Linked DNA regions of Mus musculus: region 1 is linked to region 2. A link is a contact called in public promoter capture Hi-C data. All regions are on one chromosome and are shown on one strand. Each heading gives the region's core, a stretch centred on a gene start, on an enhancer-like site or on the middle of the called end of the contact. The rest is flanking DNA. Distances are from core to core; before and after follow the strand shown.

Region 1 (6,973 bases), core at 2,848-5,347, 320 kb before region 2:
TGGGGAAGCCAAGAATTTTATAATCACCGCTGGGGTGGTGAGTGGGGTGGGTAGGTGGAGGGTGGAGGGGTGGGAGGTGGTGGGGTGGGGGTGGGTGGTGCATGTTGAGAAAGAAAAGGGAACAGAGGGAGTGTAGCCTGGCCAGGTGGAACTTCAAAATATTTTCTGTTTGTGTTACTTGACTTTTAAAAATGTGTGATTCTTCATTCACTGACTCAATCCCCTTCCCCTTTGTAGTTTAATTTAAGGTCGGTGCTTGTTTTTATTGCTCCCCCTGATTTCCTGGAAGACAGACAAATAATCTAAAGAATGTGAGTGCCTGCTTTGAATTAAACCCACTGAGTCAAATTACTGATTGCAAGGCTAGTGGTGAGGAACACATGGATCTGCTCTGAGTGGAGTAGAAAGGCCCTGCTCCTCGGTCGCTTGAGAGGAGGTGAGGATAAATTGCTTGTGTTAGTTAACTGTCTTTGAAAACAACAGATAGATTGGTTATGGTAACTCAACATGGTTATGAGAGGTTGAACAAGCAGGGTCCTTTCCATAATCAGAGATTGATTGCCAGTGCTGAAATTAGAGAGAAAACGTTAGTGATAAATAAGGGAGAGTATGTGGCAGGAAGCATTGTTCAATGGCGAACATCCCAAATGGTTTACAATGTAGCTTACATTACACTCCAGTGAACTTCCAACAACACAGAAGAAACTAGGCCGCCGCTCAATTTCACAGTTCTAGGGGGAAATGGGGCTCTATCTCGAACTTTCACTTTTCCAGCAAGCCTGTTGGTGATGCGTTCCAGATGTGAGAGCCTTGCAAAGTGGCAGGATCCATTGACTTGTGAGAACGCACACACAGAGAGAGGGAGAGTTCTCACATTCCCGCCTCCCTAAAAAGTAAATGCTATGAACCACAAATGAATCCACTTAATCCAATTTGGGAGGATTCCTCAGGAAGAAAGCCTTTCACAGTTAGCATCAAAGCAACCCATCTAAATTTTCTTCCCTGGAGTCTCTGTGAGTGTGTTTGTGTGTGTGTGTGTGTGTGTGTGTGTGTGTGTGTGTGTGTGTGTGTGTGTGTTTGTGTGTATGTGTGTGTGTGTGTGTGTGTTTGTGTGTATGTGTGTGTGTGTGTGTGTGTGTGTGTGTGTGTGTGTGTGTGTGTGTGTAGGGGTAGGGGCGTGGGAGCACACTGGTGCACTGTTTGGTTAAATGAAAATAAAGCTACAGACAGTTCTGTGGACAGACACCCAGCAGATATTTTAATGTGTCGGTGCTATGAGACTGAAGCAGGTTAGGGAAACATTGTGAGTTCAAATTAAAACAGAGAAAGATCCTGACAGATTGGAAACCTGATCTAGGTCTAGCAGAATGACTTTTACTAGAAAGAAATGCCAGGACATGAACAAGGTTTTATAAGTGTAGAAGTGTGAGCTCGAGGAGAGACATTGCTTGGCAGGACCTGGCCCAAGACAATGTTTGTCATTTGTTAGTCAACCCCTGAAAAGCAACAAAACAGAAATAACCACAAACAGATGAAATGCCTGCTTTCACAGAGTGACTTAGAGACATTGTAACTAAACAAAGGAGAGTCATAACTCCACCCTAGTGTAGCTGAACCAGACTCTACTCCATGGGGAACTACTACCCTTCTATCCAAGTATAAGAGGAGTCTTGAGGCCCAATATCGGCCTCCCCTGTCTTACATCCTAAGCGGCCTCAATTGCCCATCCTCTTTTGGAACTGGAACATCTTCTTGGTACTATCTTGTGAGCTTTGCTTGATACCTGACTCTCCCTTAAGAACTCTGGGTACCTCTGGCTACCCTGTGAAGCCTATACCTGGCCCTGCTGCCAATCCTTTCAGAAACATCTTCACACTGCTGCCATCTTTCCCTCTGTTCTCCATCAACTTCATCTCATCAAAGTCTCACTTCTGACCTCACAGCTTGCCGGGATGGAATGCCCTCCTTTGTTAAAATTAGCAATGACTAAAAGACAGAGATCAGCCCTTCAGTTGTCAGTCACTATCATTCCTTACCCTTGATCAGTCTTTCCAGATTTTATTTTTTCCCCTTTGGACTTTCAAGATCCAACCCTATCCTGCCACTTCTCTGGCACATGTTGGCCCTCCTGCTTCGTTTTTTTGTTTGTTTACTGCGCTGGCTTTTTGTTCCAGTCTGTGTTTTGAGGGGTCCCTTTTCTCTGCTCATACTGTTTTGATCTCCCTTAGGTGACCTGGTCTTGCTGTCCCACAAGAAAAGTGGAGGGAGTTCCCTGGACAAAATTAAAACCCTTTGTTGCCTGCTCTGTCATACAGAACTCTGCATTGCTTCATAAGACATGCCCACCAAGGAGCCACTGACAAGGAACCACAAACAACAGGGCTCCTTCCCAAATTCACACAATGGAGCAATCAGCTGCCTACAGACAGCAGTGGTTCAAAGAGTTAACAGTGTTGAAGACTTATAACAAAATTCTGCCATAAGGAAACATTTTGTGCTTAAATACATGGAAGAATACAGACCCCCATGTCATACAAAAGCTAACCTCAGGCTCCATAAGGAGGGGTTCTGGAGAGAATCAAAGATACACAATGGAGGGTGGGGTCAAGATCTCACTAAAAAACAAAACCAGCTGGGCTATGATGGAAGAAATAAACACACTGGGTAACACATGAAAGGATTATGGCCCTCTTACATCAGAGTCCTCCATCACAGAAATGTATGCAGCCATCATCCCTTTCCTTTCCTTAGAGCACTGCCACCACTTACTTTTGAGAACCTTGGATGTGATATGAAATAATCGAATTTGGGAGACTCACCAAGATACCCTCACCTTCCCCCAATATATATTTTCTTCCTTAGAAACAAAAATCCCTAAATCTTAGATAGGATTCCAGTAGTTTGTGAAAAGGATGCTGTTCCATTCAGTATGGTCATGTTCCTGCCTTCAGAATGGAAAAAGAGATGTTGATGAATACAGAGGGTTTGACCATCTAATTGTCCTCTTCTATACCCTGATGTTTTATTACACACAGGCTCAAAGAATCAAAGCAAACAACACATGTCCCCCACCTCCTCAATTGACAACCAGCATTTTAGTATTTTTGTTTTATGCAAGTATATCATCTGCCCGTTTGCCTATTCATTTGCCTACTTTTAATCAGTTTCAAAGTTGCATGCCTGAGAACAGTTCAGCCCTGAGATGTTTCCAGGGACCACAAGATGAAGAGATCTTCTCTGATTCACAAATGAGTAATAAGAGGGGGCAGAATTCAGAGCAACTTAGGTTATACAGATAATCACATCTTCCCAACTCACCTTCACAAACTGAATTTCTTGTCTTTTTGGACTCATTCCTACTCACCCGCAGGGCCCAAAAGAGTTTGAACTTTAGGGTCCAACAAAACCTTCAACTTGATCAGCATCTAGCATCCTTTGGCTGTGGTCATTGGAATATTCTGACTGCTAGGTTGAGCTCCCGGGTAGCAAGAGATCTGGAATTCTGCTCTTTGGGAAGAAAAGCTATACACTTCATGAGACTACTTTCAATTGCTTTTCTTCACTTTTTTCATGCACTTCAGGATAAGGATTAGCATCAGAGAAAACACTGCATCTTACATTTTTATACTCAGAACTTCTCCATGGAAATAAACAATTCTGCTAAAAAGCATATCCTGTTCCTCCTGATGAATTTGAAAGAACTTACGAATTCTTAAATACCACCCCCTCCCTCCTCAAATAAGTGCGTATACATAAAACTTATGTACCATCTGTCTGCAGGCTGTCACACACCCCAGGGGCTTTGCCCAACCTCCCTCTGATGGACAGCGATTCTGAGACTGCTCCTTCGCATTTCATCAAGAGTGATGACTCTCAGCCACCTTAATGTCACGGCTTGGAGGCTCCTGAAGCAATTGGTTTCGTAGTTTATTTTGTGAACTGTGCTGTGGACACAAGACTTTGAAAAGTAAAGCTCGAGTTCCAATCTAAAGATCTGAAAAGAACATTTTCAATCTGTTGGTGCAGACTGTTCTCCATCAGCCCAGCTGCCAGCAGTTACGCGTGGCACTGGGCAGCCTCACACAGTCGGGCACAGCCGCTCCTCTGGATGCTGAGGCAAGCCGAGCGCAGAGATTACCACATTATCATCTCCCGACTGAAGCCAGAGTTCCATTTAACAAGCTGACAAGAGCGCCAGGACCACAAAATAACAAGCAGAAACACGGTGTGGTATTTGTCAAAGATAAAGGGCTGAGGTGCAGCTTAAGGCTTCTCAGAGGCTCGGGAAGACATTCAAATCATCTGCCCCAAATGTTTTCAGTGCCTTGAACTTTCTCCCACATTGCTCTTATTTGGGGGTCCCCATTTTGGTACTGGATGCTTCCTTCAACTGGCGGCACTCCTTTGAAGAAACTAGAAATGTCCTCAGAGTCTGTTGATTTTCCTAACATGTTTTAAGTTTCTGCACATGCACTTTGCTTAAAAGGCCATGCCTACTTTCAGGTCTACATTATTGTTAAGCTTTTCTGGAGCTAATTTTACAAATTTCTTATGAACACATATATTTATATGCTGGAGGTCCACGTAATAGTATACAGCCTCTCTCTCTCTCTCTTTTTTTTCTTCTTGACTTTAAAGAAAGCACAGAGAGAGCTTTGTTTTTAAAATGTCATATGGGGTGGTTAGAAGTAGGGGAAAATATAGTGTTTAAGTCATAATCTAGCATGTCTATCTATCATATTGCTTTTATTGCATGAAATGATTTTTTAAAAGAATTTTAGAATTCTTTTTTTTTTCTTCTGAGTGTTCAAACCTAACAAATACAACAAAGAATATGGTATATATCAGAACTAATTTTTGAATACATCCATAAGTTTATTCAACAAAAATTAAAGAGAAACTATACACTTTAAATTCAAATATTATCTGGATTTAGGCAAATGCAAACCCTCTTATTTTTCTTTTTAGGTAAATTGCTATGAAATAATACTGCAAATCATCTATATGAAATCTCTCAAAACTGCAATGTGAGGATGGGTCTGCGGTTGCTTTTTCATGGTCTGGGGATCACAGTGCATGCGGCAGGGTGTGCAAAGGCTCATTGCGGGTACACACTTTATTTCCCATATCCTCAGCTCTTTCATACAGATTTTTATCCACCCCTCTCACAGTGAGATCATTTTCTTTGGCCACCACAGTGTGTAATTCTATCCAGTGGTTTGCATTTTGAAAACATTAGTCTAAATAAGCTTAAATGCATGTTAGCACCACACACTAGAGATTCTGGGGGAAACTCTCTGACACAGACTATGTGGGCGGTGTGCCCTACGATGGCTTAATAGAATCTTCAAGTCTAGGTCAGGAGTGAAATACTCCAACCGAGATCAGTAATAACAACAAATCCCCCACATGTTTCCACTGAGTGGGGAGCTGGAAGCACAACAGCGTTTCTTATTTTAGCTACAAAGGGAGACTGATTTGGAGCTGAAGCAAAAATATGAAGAAAAATTATGATTGAAGTATTTTCATTCAAAAACATCTCGTACATGAGAAAAGCCATTAATTGTTGAAAATATGAGACATTGCCACTAAATAAAAATAAATTATTCAATTACAGTTTTCAGCTGCCCAAGGTATCCATCCAGAAAGAAAGCTGATTAAGTTTTGGCCAGTGACAGAAACTAAACCAGATGGGACACAAACTGTTAACTACATATCATGTTCCATATGATTTAGCTACATTCTTAATATTCTAGGTAAAAATGTAAAAAAATACTAATAATTCCAGCTGATAAGTGTGGGAATGGGACAAGAAGAAAAGTTTCCAGAGGAAATAACTTCATATGGAAAAATGATAAATGGGGAGTTTGGAAAGGTCTGAGACATGAAATACTATCTACACATGATTGTTATGTCTTCAAATTCTGTCATAAACATAGTAACTAGGTTGGTCTGAAGTAGGTAGTGACTAATCCCATTTGAATTTGGACAGTCAGTTATTGAATAACCATAGTAATTGGTTCTTAGACTCAGAATAGGGGGAAGAAAAAAATGGTACCTCATTTCTATTTTAATTTTTTAGTGAGTGATACAGCATTTAATCTTAAGGCTATACAGACTTGAATGTATGTAGTAACACACACACACACACACACACACACACACAGCACCTTTGTTTTTAAAGCTAGTATTCCTTTTTGCATCTTGACTGACTGGAGAAATTACTTGGGTGTCCATGTTTCTGGATATTTCAAAATAGCTTGTATATAAGAACCAAGTATAGGCCCAGACCATCTGGGGAGCTGGAATGTGTGGAGGACAGCTTTCTTAATACAGAAGCATGTAGGTGGTCCCACTATGAGATCCTGACATGTCTTTTATAGGTAATTGAATGAGCCAATAAGGAGAGGAAAGATAAGCTTTAAGCTCATCAGTATCTCTTACCAGTTCCATTCGTTTAACCAAAACCTATCCCATCCTTCACTTAGTACTGAGCTTTTAAGGCAATATGTATTTTTATACCTTTTGGTTTACTTATAAGTAGATTCTTCTACATACGGGCTCCTCTTTGCTTTTCCAACAGCCACAGTTTAACTTTAGTCATATGTTTTCTGAAGTTTATGCTCCAGAATTCAATTCTCCCCAGTAGTCTACTCTTCTCTCTACTTAGCACATAATGAGGGAAATTCTAGAAGAGTCCCTGGAAGACTATCTGGAATATTCTAAGAGGGAATTCAGTAAAGTTTTCTTAGTAATGACTTTGAGAGGCCATTTAGTTCTAAAAATATATTTTAAATTATCCCTTTGTATTGTCAAAATCCTTTATATAGTTAGAATCATTTGAATATTTAGACATAATGAATTTAATAATTTGTAAGTGCACCTGCTATATGATTATCATTGAGTATTGAGTTTGCTATATTTAAAATATTTGAATTATATTGTCGGTTTGAAAATTATAGATAATTGGTCA
Region 2 (6,621 bases), core at 3,738-6,237:
TATGCAGGATACATCGAGTCCTCTCTACATAGACTCTAACATTCTTATTCCACGAGTAAGTACTGACCTGGGGATTCTATTATTCATCTAACATGAATGTCTTGGTTTGTTATTCTCTTGCAATCAGGCCTTGATATAGGTAGTTCTAACAGGAGGTCATTTCTGGAAGCAGACAGAGTGGAAGATGAATGCGTAAAGGGAGATGAAGCTACTGCTGAGGGCAACTAAAATGTGACTCCACTGGGTCCTGAGAAAACCAGATCCTCCCAGGACTGCCTACTTGTGTGATGGCAGGATGATGAAGAAGGCATGCCTGGATCCTGGCCCCATTGGTTGGTGGTTCTGTTTGGAGCTCATGCTCCTGACCTCTCCTGGTAATTGCTTTACAAACTCCAGCAACATAGGCAAACTGTTGGACAGGAACAAAAAGAGATTCTCATGTTTGAAATAGAGTGTTGCTGCCCTGAGATTGTACAGAACTACCTTCTGTAGCAGCTTCGGAGGTCAGAGAAAAGCAGGGATATGGCTCACGTAAAAGAGTTATTGGCTGCAGCCATACAGGACAGGTTCCTGAACCTGAATAAAAGCCTGGAAAATGGGGTTGCTTTTATCTGTGCATGTGACCACAATGCATCTGATGTCTTGCATTCAGCCCATAAGTACAGGAGTATCAGGTGAATCTGACACAATTTCACTTGACACCTCTGCCCAGAATGAATGTGGTTCTGGACCTGTGAGGTAGGTTGGATGCTTATTGTACAATTTCTATAGCAGAAAAACATTACTATCTTCAAGATAATATATTTCCAAAAGTACCTGGAGCTCAACTCTCAACTGAAGAAATGGAGAGAGACCTGGTCCAATGCTTTGTGGACAAAGCAACACTATATCCTTGGTATGCTTATTTTTCTGATCAAACTTCTCACAGGCAGACTGGGGAGCTGTTTGTTTGTCCATATTCACAATGGATTTTGGGGTAACCAGAGGATCAGTTTAATTTTTCAGATGTGTTCTTGAAGATAAAATACTCAATGGAAGATACCATATGCCAAGACCCTGAATAGAAAGTGCTTGCATGTCTTCTACGCAAATCACATTGCTGTATGTCACCATAATTTCCTCTCTCCAAGTCTCCTCTGCTTCATGTATTATTTTGTGACTCTACTGTGTTATCATGTGGTTAGACTGTAAAGTGTATGCTGCATAGTATGAAGGGAAAGTATGGTGAAGGAACCAAGGAGAGAATCAGAAATGACCAACTCATCAAGAAAATGCTAAGGGCAAAAGATGCAAGAATGGACCCTCAAACAGATTGACTTGAGGGTGAGCAAGGCATTTAATATTTTGGAGTTAAATGTTCTCTGTCACTTTATAAAAATAACATGTTAAATGGTGTATTAGTTACAGTTTCTATCCCTGTGACAAAGCACCATGACCACAAACAACTTGGGGAGGAAAAAGTTTATTTTAGTTTATAACTTCTCAGGTCACATACCATTGATGACAGGAACCTGAAGGCAGGAGCTGATGCAGAGTCTACGAAGTCATGATGCTTACTGGCTTGCTACTCATGGCTGGCTTAGCCTGCTTTCTTATACAACCCAGAACCACAAGCCTGGGGGTGGTACCATCCACAGTGGGCTTGGATCCCCCAAATCAATCATTAATCAAGAAAAAGGAGTTACAGAGACAAAGTTTGGAACTAAGATTAAAGGATGAACTATACAGAGACTACCCCACCCGGGGATCCATCCCATAACCAGCCACCAAACCCAGACACTATTGCATATGCCAGCAAGATACTGCTGAAGGGACCCTGGTATAGCTGTCTCACATGAGGCTATGCCAGTGCCTGGCAAATACAGATGTGGATGCTCACAGTCATCTATAAGATGGAACACAGGGCCCCCAATGGATAAGCTAGAGAAAGTACCCACGGAGCTGGGGGGATCTGCAACCCTATAGGTGGAACAACAATATGAACTAACCAGTACCCCCAGAGCTCGTGTCTCTAGCTAAATATGTATCAGAAGATGGCCTAGTCGGTCATCATTGAGAAGAGAGGCCCCTTGGTCTTGCAAACTTTATATGCCCCAGTACAGGGGAACGCCAGGATTAAGAAGCGGTAGTGGGTGGGTAGGGGAGCAGGGCAGGGGGAGGGAATAGAGAAATTTTGGGATAGCATTTGAAATGTATATAAAGAAAATATCTAATAAAAATTACTCATAAAACAAAACAAAAAGAATATATATATATATATATATATATATATATATATATATATATATATATAGAGAGAGAGAGAGAGAGAGAGAGAGAGAGAGAGAGAGAGAAGAAAATGCACCATGGGCTTGCACAGAAGCCAATTTGGTGGGAGCTTTTTTTCAATTGAGGTTCCCTCTTCCAAAATGACTGTAATTTGCATCAAACTGACACAAAATCTAGCCATCATAGCTAGTAAAGAGAATGATTTTTAACCCATAACAACTCCAGCATACAATACAATGGGTCCATGTTAAATTTCTTCTTTCAAAACTGACTTAGCATGGGAAAAATAAAAAGACAGAATCTCAGTAAGGTCTCATGTTTGGGTTTCCCAAGAAAACAGATTATGAACTAAGGAAGGTTTAAAAAAAAAAAGGAAGTATAAAACTGAAAGGGATGGAGCCAACTCAACAGAGTATGATGGGGCCAGCTACAGATGTGAGCAACTGTGGTCCAATGTTGCTGGAGCCACTATCAGAGGCATGTAGCACATATTTTAGAGCTGTCTACTTGAAACAAAAACAAAGAGCCATTCTATCATTTGTTCCCATTGCACATTGATCAGAGACTGAGGCAGGCACCCAGTCTTCATCAAAGAGGCTTCATACTGCAGCAGACTGTGGCAGTTCATATAGAAACTGCCCAGTGTTAGAGCTAACAGATAGTCTCATGTGTAGCCCATCCCTTTAAGGTTCAGAGAATATTGCAGAAGGACATGTGGTGGGGGATATAATAGCTGGAGGGTGGGAAGATATGAAGGAAAACTAGTCTTCTGGATATGACATATGTGTTGCACTCATGAACTCACTATAAGACCTGAACAAGATGGGATCATCAACATCTCTTCATGAGTGACTCCCAACACTTTTTGGGAGAAGAGTACCATTTTCTTCAGTGGAGTAGCCTTTGATAAGTTGCCTTTGTTCTCACCCACAGTTGGGCAAGGAACTCAAATTGAACTCAGAAGTGCACACATGGAATGAATGTAGGAGATGAACTTGTGTGGAAGAACTGTCTCAGTGGGAAAGGAGAAGGAGGAGAACTGTCTCAGTGGAAAAGGGAGGAGGAGAAAACTGTTTAAGTGGGAAAGGGGGAGGGTATGAGAGAAGAGAGTGGGGGTGAAACTAAACTATCAAACAACTGGTATGCTAAGACTGTGCCATGTATGCAAATATCTAGAATCAGCTGATCCTCAAGAGACAGAAATGGTCCAGAATGGAATTTGAGGAACAGCAGGGGTAGGGCACCAGCTTTATTACTGTTTAGCTGGTACAGCAGCCACGAATGAAGCAGAACCACGGTTTGGGCAGATGTGAGGCAGGACATGAAAGTTGTTCATTACTCATGGACACCAAGGTGTCCATAGAAATCCATCTATGGAAATGGGGTGTAGTATAGTACTTTCAAAATAGTATAAACTCAGCCTCATAGAAAAGATAATTTTAAATGGAAAATCTATTCCACTGTCAAGCTACAATTCATTTGTTTAAGGTCAAGAAAAATTACTACAGTGAATAAAGACATGGCAAGTACTTAAAATCAGTGGTTCTCAGTTCCCTGCAAACTGGAGTCATGGAGTCTTGTCAAAATCGCAGATGTCCACATACTACACTCAGAAATTGTTATTTGATCTTGAAGGTGACCAAGGCACTAGGACTTAAAAAAGAACGAACAAACGAACGAACGAACGAAAGAAAGAAAGAAAGAAAGAAAGAAAGAAAGAAAGAAGAGAAAGAAAGAAAAGAAAGAAAGACCATTTTGCAGGTGATTCTAGTGTATAGTCTACATTGAAGAACACCGACTTTAAAGCACTTGTTCAGATCAAGAACATTTTAAATATTAGAAGAGCTTGGGACCAAAATGCTATGTCTCTAATTTAAGCACATGGATTGGACACTGCTACTACAAGTCCCTTAGTGTGTGCTGCTTAGGCCGTCCAACACATGGTCCGCTGTGACACAGCCTCAGTACTTGCAGGATGTTCCCAGGTAGACTGGTGGCTCTTCTTACATTCACAATGCCCAATGGCCAGAGGCCCAGTGTAACATTTTAGAAGTGTTCTTTGGAGATGAAGCTCTGCAGAGACTAAATAAATCAGCTTACTGACAGTGGATGAAGCATTTCACTACAGGATGCTTGCCTCATGTAGGCATCGCTAAGGAAGCTTGAAGTCATTAGGGTGTTAAGACAGGACAGAGCTCTGGAAGGCAAGTGTGGCTGCTGATTATTAGCTTCAAGCTTCTTTTATTTGGTAGAAAAGTGGGTGCTAAGGGCATGACCCCTAGTTTTCTTGATCAGCTCTAAGGCAGCCACCAGCACTTTAACCAGACCATCCCCTTAAGGAAAACCAGGGCTTTCGGTCAGCATGTTTACTGAGCACAGTCTGGGGCACACCAGTCTCCTGTTAGCACCAGAAGTGTCTTGAAATAGAAAACGCAGATATAAGCGATGGCATCCAATTCTGACTTGACAGTTGCAAATAACATTTTATAATGAGAATGATAATACTTGCTTTGGGTGTTTTTTCAGGCAAAGGAGAAGAAAATCCTATTTTATCAAGATCAATTGAAAAATGCAGTAACCGAGATAATGGAATAATCTATTTCATGCCAGTGCATGTTAACTCTGCATGCATTTCCACTTTTCGAAATGTAAGAACATACTGCAGTACTCCTAAATGCTAAAACTATTCAGGATGTGCAGGGCATCGCTGAGCAGTTCTGTGCATCATGTGGACATCTGCCACAATATACAACACTGCCAATTTTCCTCTGAGCTGATCTCCATCTATGTAGCTGAGTTAGCCTTTTCAACTAGATTATCAGGACTCAGATGTTTAATTTTTTTTTTATTTTTAAAGAAGGTCTCTAATCAACTTACTTTGAAAAATTCTACTAAGCAGCAAGGCACTTAATTATCTTGCTAACCTTTTGTTCCAACGCTTTGCAAATAATGACATGAAACATTCCCTCTTTTCTCTTCCAAGCTATTCTTCCTTCTGATTAGATTCTGCTTAAATAGCATCGTGTTCCTTCAAGTTCTTCCAAGACGAGGGATTTTCTTTAATCACCTGAAACCTGCTGGTCTGCCTCTTTAACATTCTGGGATATCTCATTCAACAAGCTTAAATCAACAGTGTGCCAACCCTCTCCTAACAGGTTGAGCACATTAATTGTCATCTCTTTATCAGGCTTTCATATAAATCCAAGCACATGAAGATACGCAGGGGGGAGTTTGGAAATGTGAGTGACTGCCATGCACTAAAATGCGCCTTTTTCTTCATGGACTTTGTGGGAAAAGAAAATGTTAATATGTTCAAGTTACATATTCCCAAGCAAAAGTAAACTTCTATTAAAAATAAAATGTGACAACCCCACAGAAATCAGATTACTCAGATATGTAACTGTTTTACCCTGGAAAAGCACAAAAGGCAACTATTAAATATGTGTTTCCATCTGATTATTAAATTTCTCTAACACCTATCAAAGAAATACTGTGTTTCAAAAATCAGATGCAGTTGCTTCTCAGAAAATAATAGAAACTCATTCCATATTTTTTAACATAGCTGGCACTTGAATTAAAAGAATATGAATGGTTTAAAAGGTAGACCCTAATGATGTTGGTTTCCAAGGCCTAGAGTACCAACAGCCCATGAAACACACAGTCCCCTTGAAGAAGATTCAGGGGAGAAAAGGTGTGCCTAGAGGCAACACCAAAAACTCACAAGAAGCCTGGGCACTAGACAGAAACTGTTCTCCACAGCCATGCAAGGCTGTTCAGCAGTAGCATGCGGCACCTGGATTACTTTGCAGGGAAGTTGCCTTGGGCTCATAGCAACTCGCTGTTCTATTCAAAAGCAGCACTTGAAAAATAAACTGCCTGTAATTAAATCCATCTGATATGTGCTTATAATACTTTTAGACTTTTGGCTGCAGAGACACAGAGCCTCACAAAATTAGATGCTGTATTATCAAAATTACTTATACTACAATTTATAAAGGATACAGGGTAGCCTTGAGTTTCTCTCTCTCTCTCTCTCTCTCTCTCTCTCTCTCTCTCTCTCTCTCTCTCTCTCTTTCTTTCTATATTATTTGCTAAAAGCAGGTCAATAAAAGATTCAGTAGATATTTTAGCAAAAGCTACACTTTGAGAGGAAGTCATCTAAATAAAATTCACAGGACTATTAACTCCTCCCTATATTAAATATAATGTTAATATCCCTATTATTAACATTAAATAACATTTAATAATATTAAATGCCCCTATCTCCACCTTACAAAATGATACAAATGCACAAAATCATGATTTACTTTTTTTGAACACACATATCCTACATATCCCCTATAACGGCTACCT

Evidence for each region. Promoter capture Hi-C pulls out the DNA fragments that hold promoters and counts their contacts.
Region 1: a contact with region 2 is called in a promoter capture Hi-C map of hippocampal neurons, with 2.3 times the contacts expected there. The contact joins two enhancer-like sites. A contact is called at or near these places in 1 of 39 promoter capture datasets (hippocampal neurons) and 1 of 484 Hi-C or Micro-C datasets (cranial neural crest).

The regions. Positions count from the first base shown.
Region 1 is chr2:141,228,310-141,235,282 of GRCm38.p6, reverse strand. The region is part of intron 5 of Macrod2 (mono-ADP ribosylhydrolase 2); the gene reads right to left. Among named protein-coding and RNA genes, the nearest start is that of Gm25583, 410 kb to the left of the region's middle. Within about 2 kb of position 4,097, at least 30 of the 459 cell types and tissues checked have an H3K27ac peak or open chromatin away from gene starts, as enhancers often do. A contact at or near this core is called in hippocampal neurons, where this site is marked.
Region 2 is chr2:140,912,592-140,919,212 of GRCm38.p6, reverse strand. All of the region lies in intron 4 of Macrod2 (mono-ADP ribosylhydrolase 2), which reads right to left. Among named protein-coding and RNA genes, the nearest start is that of Flrt3, 240 kb to the right of the region's middle. Within about 2 kb of position 4,987, at least 5 of the 459 cell types and tissues checked have an H3K27ac peak or open chromatin away from gene starts, as enhancers often do. A contact at or near this core is called in hippocampal neurons, where this site is marked.